2 separate regions of the Pan troglodytes genome follow, and region 2 is linked to region 1. A link is a contact called in public Hi-C data. All regions are on one chromosome and are shown on one strand. The core of a region is the stretch at or near the end of the contact, and the rest is flanking DNA. Distances in the headings are between cores, read along the strand shown. Region 1 overlaps SLC4A1AP (solute carrier family 4 member 1 adaptor protein). Region 2 holds the start of PPM1G (protein phosphatase, Mg2+/Mn2+ dependent 1G).

What was found. A called contact is a pair of places that touch in the nucleus more often than the background predicts.
Region 2: a contact with region 1 is called in a Hi-C map of stem cell-derived neural progenitor cells, with 3 times the contacts expected there. The contact joins the promoter of PPM1G here to the enhancer-like site in region 1. A contact is called at or near these places in 1 of 7 Hi-C or Micro-C datasets (stem cell-derived neural progenitor cells) and 1 of 1 datasets of contacts at active chromatin or transcription factors (stem cell-derived excitatory neurons).

What each region holds. Positions count from the first base shown.
Region 1 is chr12:95,175,676-95,181,283 of NHGRI_mPanTro3-v2.0_pri, forward strand. SLC4A1AP (solute carrier family 4 member 1 adaptor protein) reads right to left here. Exons shown (of 14, transcript XM_001158810.6): 9 at 2,077-2,188. Among named protein-coding and RNA genes, the nearest start is that of SLC4A1AP, 18 kb to the right of the region's middle. Within about 2 kb of position 2,461, at least 8 of the 24 cell types and tissues checked have an H3K27ac peak or open chromatin away from gene starts, as enhancers often do. A contact at or near this core is called in stem cell-derived neural progenitor cells, where this site is marked.
Region 2 is chr12:95,442,099-95,447,706 of NHGRI_mPanTro3-v2.0_pri, forward strand. It overlaps PPM1G (protein phosphatase, Mg2+/Mn2+ dependent 1G), which reads left to right and starts at 2,830. Exons shown (of 10, transcript NM_001246455.1): 1 at 2,830-2,987. The coding sequence starts at 2,868. It also overlaps a transcript of NRBP1 not described here.

The sequences.
Region 1 (5,608 bases), core at 1,211-3,710:
TTTTTTTTGAGACACAGTCTTGCTCTGTGGCCCAGGCTGGAGTGCAGTGGTGCGATCTCAGCTCACTGAAACCTCTGCCTCCCCGGTTCAAGCGATTCTCCTGCCTCAGCCTCCTGAGTAGCTGGGGTTATAGGTGCGCAGGCCACCGTGCTCAGCTAATTTTTGTATTTTTAGTAGAGACGGGGTTTCACCATGTTGCCCAGGCTGGTCTCGACTAGTGAGCTCAAGCAATCCACCCACCTCGGCCTCCCAAAGTGCTGGGATAACAGGTATGAGCCACCGCGCCTGGCCTATATTATCTTTTAAATATAGGACTTAGTTCTAAAATTCTCTAAGGAGGGCTTTTTAGTAAAAAGTTTTCTATTTAAAACCTAAGTCCCCACCGCAACAGATTGAAAAGCCTACTTGTTAGGTAAACCATTACTCATTCAGAATACATAGTGAGGCCGAGGCAGGTGAATCATGAGGTCAGGAGTTCGAGACCAGTCTGGCCATGGTGAAAAACTGTCTCTACTAAAAAAAAATACAAAAAATTAGTTGGGCGTGGTGGTGGATGCCTGTAATCCCAGCTACTCGGGAAGCTGAGGCGGGAGAATCGCTTGAACCCAGGAGGAGGAGGTTGCAGTGAGCCGAGATGGCCACTGCACTGCAGCCTGGGCGACAGTGTGAGACTGTCTCTCAAAACAAACAAAAAGAATACATAGCTAGGACTTCAGACTTCTGCCACCAGAGGGCAGTATACCCTAATTCAGGGTGTTTTGGATAAATTGTGGCCCCTGCTGCCCAAATTCATGTTTGAAGTCCCAAGCCCCAGTACCTCAGAATATGACTGTAAATTAAATTAAACTGAATTAAAATGACACTATTAGGGTGGGGCCCTAACTCAGTATGACTCGTGTCCTTATAAGAAGAAGAAGAGACACCAGGAGTGCAAGTGCACAGAGGGATGGCCATCTGAAGAGCCAGCAAGAGGGCAGCCATTGGTAAGCAGAGAGGCCTTAGAGGAAACCAACCCTGCTGGCAACTGTGAGCAAATAAATTTCTGTTGTTTAAGCTGCCCAATCCCTAGTATTTTGTTATGGTGGCCCTAGCAAACTAATACTCAAGGTTCAGCTCTTAGGGGTAATGAAAACCTTTTAAAAGCTGAATCTATGAATAGGAATATAGATAAAGCAAAAACATACAGACAGACATATATTGTAGGGTAGCAGGGAAATCATAAAGCTCAAGAGACAGACCTGGATCTGATTACCAGCTTAGTTACATAACGCTGGTGTGATCTGGTATTTAACTTCTCTGACTCTCTTGCCTCATTTGTAAGAGGCAATAATTCCCACACAGCAAAAGGTGTTGGAAGGATTAAATGAAGAAAAATCATATGGCAGAGGCAAGTGCACACACTATGTTCTTAACAAATGTTGGTGAGTCTGAACACTACATCTATCCACCTGGGGAAAAGCATTTAATGCAGGAGACCCATTCTTAAATGCAACATTCATGAGAAATTAATAAACTATTATTCTAATTTACAAACCATTTACTTGCAAATTGATTGGCATAAATTAATTCATCAATTCTTGATAACTCTAAGCTGAGAAAAAGAATCCACAAACCGGCCAGGCACAATGGCTCATGCCTATAAACCCAGCATTTTGGGAGGCCAAGGCAGGTGGATCACAAGGTCAAGAGATGGAGACCATCCTGGCCAACATGGTGAAGTCCCATCCTACTAAAAATACAAAAATTAGCTGGGCATGGTGGAGCACGCCTGTAGTCCCAGCTACTCGAGAGGCTGAGGCAGGAGAATTGCTTGAACCCGGGAGGCGGAAGTTGCAGTCAGCCGAGATCGCGCCACTGCACTCCAGCCTGGTGACAGAGTGAGACTCTGTCTCCAAAAAAAAAAAAAAAAAAGAATCCAAGAACCAAGTTCTGGGAAAGATGTGATCATACCAAGCCCACAGCCCTTTCTCACATTACTATGGAATGAGTCATTTGTAGTTTCAAAAAAGAAAAGAGAAAAATTAGCTCAGGGATAACTCAAGGGCTAAAAGTTTAACACCCTGACTCACAACTTACCCCTACTGTTCCAGTTTTTAATTTGAATTTGCTTCCTCCTTTCATGGCACCAAATAGAGGCAATGTAAGCTTTTTAGCTTTGTTTTCTGCACCTGTAGTCTGAGTTTCAGTCCTAGGAAGAAAGAATAATTATACACATCTATTCCAGGGAGTCTCAAGGTTTTATCTAAAAATACCATGATACTGACAAAGAAACCTCTGGCAAAATAAAAATTACCACAAAATGAATATGTAAGCATATAACAATAAGAAAGAGGTATTCAGAACAGATTTTGAATGGACAAGAACAATGCTGACTGTCACAGACACAGAGCTATGATGAGGCTGCTCCCTTAGTCAAGTAATTTGCCACATGACTTCACACCCATGAAATGACTACAGTACAAAGGTCACTGGCAAAGGAGAACATATAAGCAGCAGGAGATTGATCCATGGTGTAAAGCCCTACTTCCCACCAACCTCTGAAGAGTGTCTTACTTATCTGGAGCTCCCACTTAAGCGCAATAGCTCTGAGCACTTAAAAAAAAAAAGTGTGCATGGGGATGGGGGTCCAGTGTAGTAATGACAAAGATATAGTGAGAGACTGCAACTGCTGAGCCTGTCAACATTCTCAACGGCTGGAGATAGTTAGAAAAGCTAAGCCCATTAGGGCAAAGCTGAGGAAGGGTATAAAGAAGAGATAGTAGAAATTAGAAAGGCAGGGGGAGAACAGAGCAAAAACAAAAGGGATAGCAATTCAGTTGACAAGATATTCAGAGCAGGCAGAGGTGACAATGAGAATATGGCATGAGGAGACAGAGGAAACCCCAGAATAAGCATACTAGACCGAAAAGAAAGCCCTCTGTTTTCTTCACATTGACCATGGGACAGCCCTGAAAACTGGAATATAAGGACAGTAATGGCATTCGACTCACAGTGACCCATACCAGATGTTAGCTACCTGGCCCTCCCTGAAGCCCCACTTGCTACTACTGCCTTCTTTTACCTAAGTCTTATCCCCTTAGTAGCACTCTTAAGTCCAGCCTCAAGCCCCTTTCTCCCTACCAGAGATAAAACCCATTCCCTTGCTAAGGCCACCAGAAGAATGCTGCCTGCCTGGCCATGAAGGACATTTTGTCAAATCATTATCCTTCACACCCTTCCCCACAGGCCTCAGGAAGGCTCTGGCATAGAAAGACAGAAGCAACAGCAACACAGATGTTTTCAGCTACATTAAAAAGCTGGACTGGCCTAGAGGATAAGCTAAGACTGGCTCAAAGGAGATGAAAAAGCAGAAGATGGAATCACAATCAAGATTGCTTGCAGGGGTTAGGGTAGGAGGCAGAAAGTTTGGAAGTTCAACCCATAAGTGAAAAGAGGAGGAAGAAGATACACATCTAGACCAGTATCCAAAATAGGAAAGGGAGGAAAAACCAGGCAAGCACACAGACTGATAGCAGGAGAGGAGGCTCTGGAGGAAGCTGAGACATATTTCGTTTTCTTTTTTTTTTTTTTTAATTCTTCTTGCCCCAAATGTTGTTGTTGTTGTTGTTGTTTTCCAAAGCAGAGATTTGTTTTTGTTTTTTGTTTGTTTGTTTGAGACAGGGTCTTGCAACCTCACTCTTCCAGGCTCAAGTGATACCTCAGCCTCCCAAGTAGCGTGGATTACAGACAAGCACCACCATACCCAGCTAAGTTTTTATCTTTTGTAGAGACAGGGTCTCACTATGTTGCCCAGGCTGGTCTCAAACTCCTGAACTCAAGCCATCCTCCCACCTCACTCACTCTCCTAAAGTTCTGGGACTACAGGTGTGAGCCACCGTCCCCAGCCACTTTTATTAACAAATAGTTTTACTGTAACAAAATTATTATATGAGTCTTACTTTTTCCAGTTATTTGTTATTTAGAACTAGAACTGCAACTACATTACAGTAAATTAGGACCTAAAGTGGTATGGCTATTTCGTACAGGATTTTCTTTTCAAATTCAGTATATCTGAATAGAATAGAAAGTATATTCACATGTTCAAAACTCAAGTATAAAGCACATATACTGTGAAAAGTCTCCCTCCCATTGCTGTCCCCCAGCCACCCAGTTGCCTTCCCCATTGGCAATCAATATTATTAATTTTTAACAAATCTTTCCAGAGATACAGTAGCAGATGCTGTCCCTCCCAGATTCCCTTTATCAGGCCAAACAGCTACTGCAGACATCGGCTGCTAAAGGCTCACACCTGCACCCTTCCCAGAATTGCTGTGAGCCCCTCCCACCCCCCAGTCACCGGCAGCCTATGACCAATGAAGGGTTGGGGGGACAGGGTATCGAAACCCAAGCCCCATGCCTCCATGGCATCTGTGGTGCCATTCAGGCTCTCCTGAAACCATATCTTAGCCCAGCTTCTTCTCCTGCCCTCTCCTGCTTCCCTCACTCCCATATAGATTTCTCCTGAGAGCACTCTCTTAATAAATCACTTGTAGATGAATCTCTGATCCAGTCTGTTTTTAGGGAACCCGACCTAAACAGATATTATAAACATAACCATGGCCTACTTATCTATGTATTCTTCCCCCACCATCATTTTTTACAGACAGCGCCTGTTATACACACCGTTCTGCACCTTGCTTTTGTTACTTATCTTGATAGTGTTTCTGTATCTTATATATAGTTGCCTTTTTTTTTCAACAGCTATATGGTGTTCTATTGCATATCTATACCATAATTTATTTATTTTATTTATTTATTTTTTTGAGATGGAGTCTCGCTCTGTCGCCCAGGCTAGACTGCAGTGGCACAATCTCGGCTCACTGCCAGCTCCACCTTCCGGGTTCATGCCATTCTCCTGCCTCAGGCTCCCGAGTAGCTGGGACTACAGGCACCCACCACTACAACCGGCTAATTTTTTGTATTTTTAGTAGAGACAGGGTTTCACCATGTTAGCCAGGATGGTCTCGATCTCCTGACCTCGTGATCCGCCCAGCTCAGCCTCCCAAAGTGCTGGGATTACAGGCGTAAGCCACCGCACCTGGCCGCAATTTATTTAATCCATCCCCTTTGATAAACATTTAGGGGATTTCTAATTTTTTACTACTATTAATATAAACAATGCTGTACATCATTTCCTAAGTATGTGAGGGACAAATTCCTAGAAATGAAATAGATCAAAGGGCATGTGCATTTGTAATCAGGATAGAGACTGCCAATTTGTCTTGTATAGAGAATGTACTAATTTGTCCTTCAATGAGCAATATAAGAAAGTGCCTTTCTGTCAGCCTCATCTGCACAGTATAAAATCACAATTAATCTTCATCAAATTCATATATAAAAATGCTATTAAGACCAAGTGTGGTGGCTCACACCTGTAATCCCAGCACTTTGGGAGGCTGAGGTGGGCAGATACCTTGAGGCCAGGAGTTCAAGACCAGCTTGGGCATCATGGCAAGACCCCATCTCTACAAAAAATTAAAAATTAGCCAGGTATGGTGGAGCATGCGTGTGGTCCCAGCTACTTGGGAGGCTGAGGCAGGAGGATCACTTGATCCCAGGAGGTCAAGGC
Region 2 (5,608 bases), core at 1,580-4,079, 270 kb after region 1:
GACAGGGTCTCACTCTGTCGCCCAGGCTGGAGTGCAGTGACACCATCTCAGCTCACTGCAACCAAGGCTGAGTAATTTTATAGGCTCCCTCTACGCTGCTTTGGTCAGAGATCTCATCTAGGTTCCTGGCAACCTGCAAGCCTAATTAACATCTTTTCCACTCTCATGGCTTAACTCCAATCTAATATTTTCAATGTTTTTATATTAGTTGTCACCCTAAACTGAACCACTGTTTTCCCCCCAAAACTAGCATCCCCTCAAACTGCACCTTTTTCTGTTAATGGCTCCACCACATTTTGTTATGCAGAGTCAAAATCTTGGTGTTATTCATTCATTCAACAAATATTTAAATATTATTCAGCACATACAACTTTGCAAGGGATGCTGGAAAACACAATGGTAAGTTTAATGGAACTTCTGCCTTCATAAAGGCTTATATTCTATCAGGAAAGACAAACAAGTGTGGACCCAAACTAGTATAGTGATAGTAGAGATTTCCTGGAGAAAGTGATGGTCAAGAGGGGTGTGGAGAGGTGTGCTCCATGGGTAAAAGTGTAAGAGAAAGCATGGCTTTAGATGCACCCAAACACATTGCTGAAGCAGAGTTGTAGGAGAAATGGAGAGTTAAAGAGAGGCATACGTGAATCTGGATGATTAGCATGAAGGGTCTTGTAAACTATAAGGAATTTGGACTATCTGAAGAGCATGAAGAAGCCATGATTAGTTTTATCTTTTTAAAGAATCTTTTTTTTTTTTTGAGACGGAGTTGCTCTGTCACCCAGGGTGGAGTGCAGTGGCGCCATCTTGGTTCACTGCAACCTCCGCCTCTGGGGTTCAAGCTATTCTCCTGCCTTAGCCTCCCAAGTAGCTGGGATTACAGGAGCGCACCACTACGCCTGGCTAATTTTTGTATTTTTAGTAGAGACGGGTTTCACATGTTGGCCAGGCTGGTCTCGAACTTCTGGCCTCAAGTGATCCACCACCCCCCTTGGCCTCCCAAAGTGCTGGGATTACAAGTGTGAGCCACTGTGCCCGGCCGAAAAGAATCAATTTTGTCACAGTTTGGAGAATTTCTCCTTTTCTCTCCATCCCTTGAATGCAATTTATTACCAAATCTGTCTTATTTGTTATTGTCTAATTTGTCCTTTCATCTGGATTCCCATTGCCACCCTGCGTGGTACCACCTTACTCCCAGCTCTTCTCATCTCCTGCTTAGAGTAAGAGCTCTCTAACTAGTAGCAGTGCCCCAGGCCAGGCGCGGTGGCTCACGCCTGTAATCCCAGCACTTTGGGAGGCTGAGGCGGGTAGATCACGAGGTCAGGAGTTCGAGACCAGCCTGGCCAACATGGTGAAACCCCGTCTCTACTAAAAATACAAAAATTAGCCAGGCGTGGAATCCTAGCTACTCGGGAGGCTGAGGCAGGAGAATCGCTTGAACCCGGGAGGCGGAGGTTGCAGTGAGCCAAGATAGCGCCACTGCACTGCAGCCTGGGCAACAAGAGCGAAACTCTGTCTTAAAAAAAAAACAATAGTAGGCGGGGTGCGGTGGCTCACGCCTGTAATCCCAACACTTTGGGAGGCCGAGGCGGGAGGATCACGAGGTCAGGATATGGAGACCATCCTGGCTAACACGGTGAAACCTCGTCTCTACTAAAAATACAAAAAATTAGCCAGGCGTGGTGGCGGGCGCCTGTAGTCCCAGCTACTCGGGAGGCTGAGGCAGGAGAATGGCGTGAACCCGGGAGGCGGAGCTTGTAGCCTGGGCGACAGAGCGAGACTCTGTCTCAAAAACAAACAAAAAACAACAACACAACAGTGCCCCAGACTCTCTCCCTCCAATGTACACTGCATACAAAGACTAGACAAACGATGCCAAAGGTTACACCAGGACGACAATGAAGTCCAAGTCACTCATCTTGGCGCTTCTTTTTATCAAGCTAGCTAGTTAATATTACCACTTACAATCATTCTCCGAGTCCAGCCAGCTTCCTCAGAAATCCTCCCCAAATGCAGTTCACATTCTTCCCTCACTCCTCCAACCCTTATAACATTATTCCCTTTTCCTGTGGCATAATGCAATCCAGAGGCATCCTCTCTGAGAGCCTACATCCTTTCAATCCTCCAAGAAACAGCTCCTCCTCCCATCCTTGAGCTTTTCCCACCCAGAATAGGCTGTACCAAACATTTCTACATTGTATTAACTCGAATTATATCACAGATCGAGGTCTTCGCTTTCAGAAAAGACTCACATTCTTCTCATATATGCCTCGCAGGGCCTGGCCAAGTACTTCCTAAGCTCGGAACAAATACTGGTCAACTTTAATTGAACCAAATCGGGCGGGGTTTGCGGAGTCTGAGAGTGCAATGTTGGGGAGAGGGGGATGAAAACACTGGAGGACGGGCTGAAAGCGTCGAGTCCGACACAAAAGAGGCGTCAGACAAAACGCCAAGAGGCTGGGGACTGGGAACGAAGGAAGAGGTGCTGCCAGAGGCGACCTGCCACCTGCGCGAGGCAGCGGAGTAGGACGGCGGCCGTTGGTGGGCGTGGTCGCGCTAGTCTCGCGGGAGCGGCCGTTGGGCGGGCCGTTGTCCCTGCGGGCGGGGCGAGTTGCTAAGGAAATGACTGCCCGCAGCGCCTGGCCCCGCCGCGCCGGCCGGGCGGGGTCTGGAGCGGCGCCGTTTCCGCTTCCGCTCCCTCACAGCTCCCGTCCCGTTACCGCCTCCTGGCCGGCCTCGCGCCTTTCACCGGCACCTTGCGTCGGTCGCGCCGCGGGGCCTGCTCCTGCCGCGCGCACCCCCGGGGCTTCGGCTCCGGCACGGGTCGCGCCCAGCTTTCCTGCACCTGAGGCCGCCGGCCAGCCGCCGCCATGGGTGCCTACCTCTCCCAGCCCAACACGGTGAAGTGCTCCGGGGACGGGGTCGGCGCCCCGCGCCTGCCGCTGCCCTACGGCTTCTCCGCCATGCAAGGCTGGCGCGTCTCCATGGAGGTGAGGAGGCAGGGGCCAATAGGCTGGCCGCTGCGGGGCGGGAATCTGACGGAGAAAGGGAGCGGGGGATGGGGTCCTCCCCTGGGAAGGGTCCCAATTGGGAGCCTGCGGCCGCAGCGGCCGTTTGCGGGGCGACAGAGACCGCGGGGTCAGGGCCGAGAGGGAGCTCCCGATGCTTGGGGACCGTGTGCCGGTGGCCAGTGGCGGCGAGGGCTCGGCCATGTGGGAAGAGGCACCTTCCGCCCACTGACCGCCCTCTCCCCGAGCTTTGGCGCCATCCTCTCGTGCCAACCTAGCCCTCCAGGCTCATCAACGGTGTGAGGTTTAGTGTGGGAGTAAAGACGCAAATAGGGGCTATTTATTCATTTGTTTTTCAAGGGAGAGGTGAATAGATATGAATAACTTTTTAAATTTTAATATTTAAAATATGTGATGTGGGAAGCCTCTTTTGGCTAGGAGTTTGACAGTGAAAGGAACCCCGGGCAGAGTCTGTTTCACATTTTGGTTGCCTGGCCTTGGGCTCTTGCATGTTAATTTCAGAGGCTGGACCCGACCTCCAGGAGTTGTCACTCATTTGCACTCTTTTCAGGGCCTTTTACTAACTTCGGAAAACTTGAATTATGTCAGTCCCTAGATTTTCCTTTTTATTATGCTTCGTTTTCTTTCTCTCTTAGGATTTCTCTAAAACTTAATCAGTAATTCTCATTTGCCTGTAATTGTAGTTTATAGTTTCTTTGATTGTAAGTCATTTCATCAATTTTTTTCATTACAACCTACCTACAAAGGGCTTTTCTAGAAAATTTTACTCTGGACAAAAGGGGAAAGGAAAAATATTGGGGGGAAAGTAGTAGTATTAGGTAAAACTTGATGTGAAACTACAAAAGAGAAGAGGGAAAACTGCGGTAGGGATGAAAGGGAGGAAGACGGGTTAACCGTGTCTTTGTGAAGAGCATTCTGAAGTCTAGGCAAAAGGGTCTGGTATTGTGTTTCTCCACCTACCGGGTGGGCTTCAGGTAACAGCGAAATACTGTCTCCCTTGGGAATTGTTTCAGATCCCTCGCTCCTCCCTGTGGTTAGCTCTGGAATGACAGTATGAACTTAAATGTTTTGTTTTCCGATTCAAATTTTATATTCATAACTGACCTTAATAACAATTTTATAATTAGGTATAAAATTTCAAGATTGGAGTGGATCCTATAGTTCATCTCATCTGCTTTGGCTCCTTTTTTTTTTTTTTTTTTTTTTTTTTTTTTTTTTTGAGACAGAATTTCGCTCTTGTTGCCCAGGCTGGAATGCAATGGCGCGATCTCGGCTCACCGCAACCTCCGGCTCCCAGGTTCGAGCAATTCTCCTGCCTCAGCCTCCCCAGTAGTTGGGATTACAGGCATGTGCCACCACGCCTGGCTTATTTTGTATTTTTAGTAGAGACAGGGTTTCTTCCTGTGGGTCAGGCTGGTGTTGAACTCCTGACTTAGGTGATCTGCCTGCCTCGATCTCCCAAAGTGCTAGGATTACAGGCATGAACCACCACACCCTGCGGCTCCCACATTTTATAGCTAAGAAATTGAGGCCCAGAAAGGTTAGGACACTGTTTTGGTGGAAAGAATTTGTAGGATCAGATCGTTGAAGACACTAGACATTGTTAATCATCTGTGTCAAACTGAAGCATAGCATTCATATTTCACCACCATACACAGTATAACTATTTGGTAGATGTAATTGTCTATTAGAAATATCTAGGCTGGGCGCAGTGGCTCACGTCTGTAATCCCAGCATTTTGGGAGGCTGAGGCAGGCAGATCACCTGAGCTCAGGAGTTCGAGACCAGCCTGGGCAACATGGCAAAAACCCTGTCTCTACAAAAAATACAAAAAAATTAGCTGGGCATGGTGGCACCCACCTGTAGTCCCAGTTACTTGGGAGGCTGAGATAGAAAATCACTTTGAGCCTGAGAGGCAGAGCCTCCTTCATTGAGCCAAGATTGCCCCTCTGCACTCCAATCTGGGCGACAGTGCGAGACGCTGTCTCAAAAAATAAATGAATAGGCCAGGCGTGGTGGCTCACGCCTGTAATCCTAACACTTTGGGAGGCTGCGGCGGGCGGATTGCCTGAGCTTAGGAGTTCGAGACCAGCCTGGACAACATGAAGAAACCCCGTCTTTATTAAAATACAAAAAATTAGCTGAATGTGGTGGTGCGTGCCTATAATCATAGCTACTTGGAAGGCTGAGGCAGGAGAATCGCTTGAATCCCAGAGGCGGAGGTTGCAGTGAGCCAAGATGGTGCCACTGTACTCCAGCCTGGGCGACAGAGTGAGACACTGTCTCAAAAAAAAAAAAAAAAAAGAATAAATAAATAAATTTGGATATAGTTTCATAGGAAAGTCTTTTTGTAAAGTAGGTAGTCAAGAAGTTCCATTTCCATGGCATTTTCTGTTAACGTTGTGAGATTTGAGGTGAATATTCCATCTCGCAGTAAAACGTTTCTTCCAGGTTTCTCATTTAATATTTTTCACTTCTCTGCTGTTGCTTTTTCATTTCTTTGGTACCCTTCTTTCTACTTTTACTTACGGATTGAGTTGCTTGGCTACTCAGTGTTTCACGTTGGTTTGCCCAGTGATTCC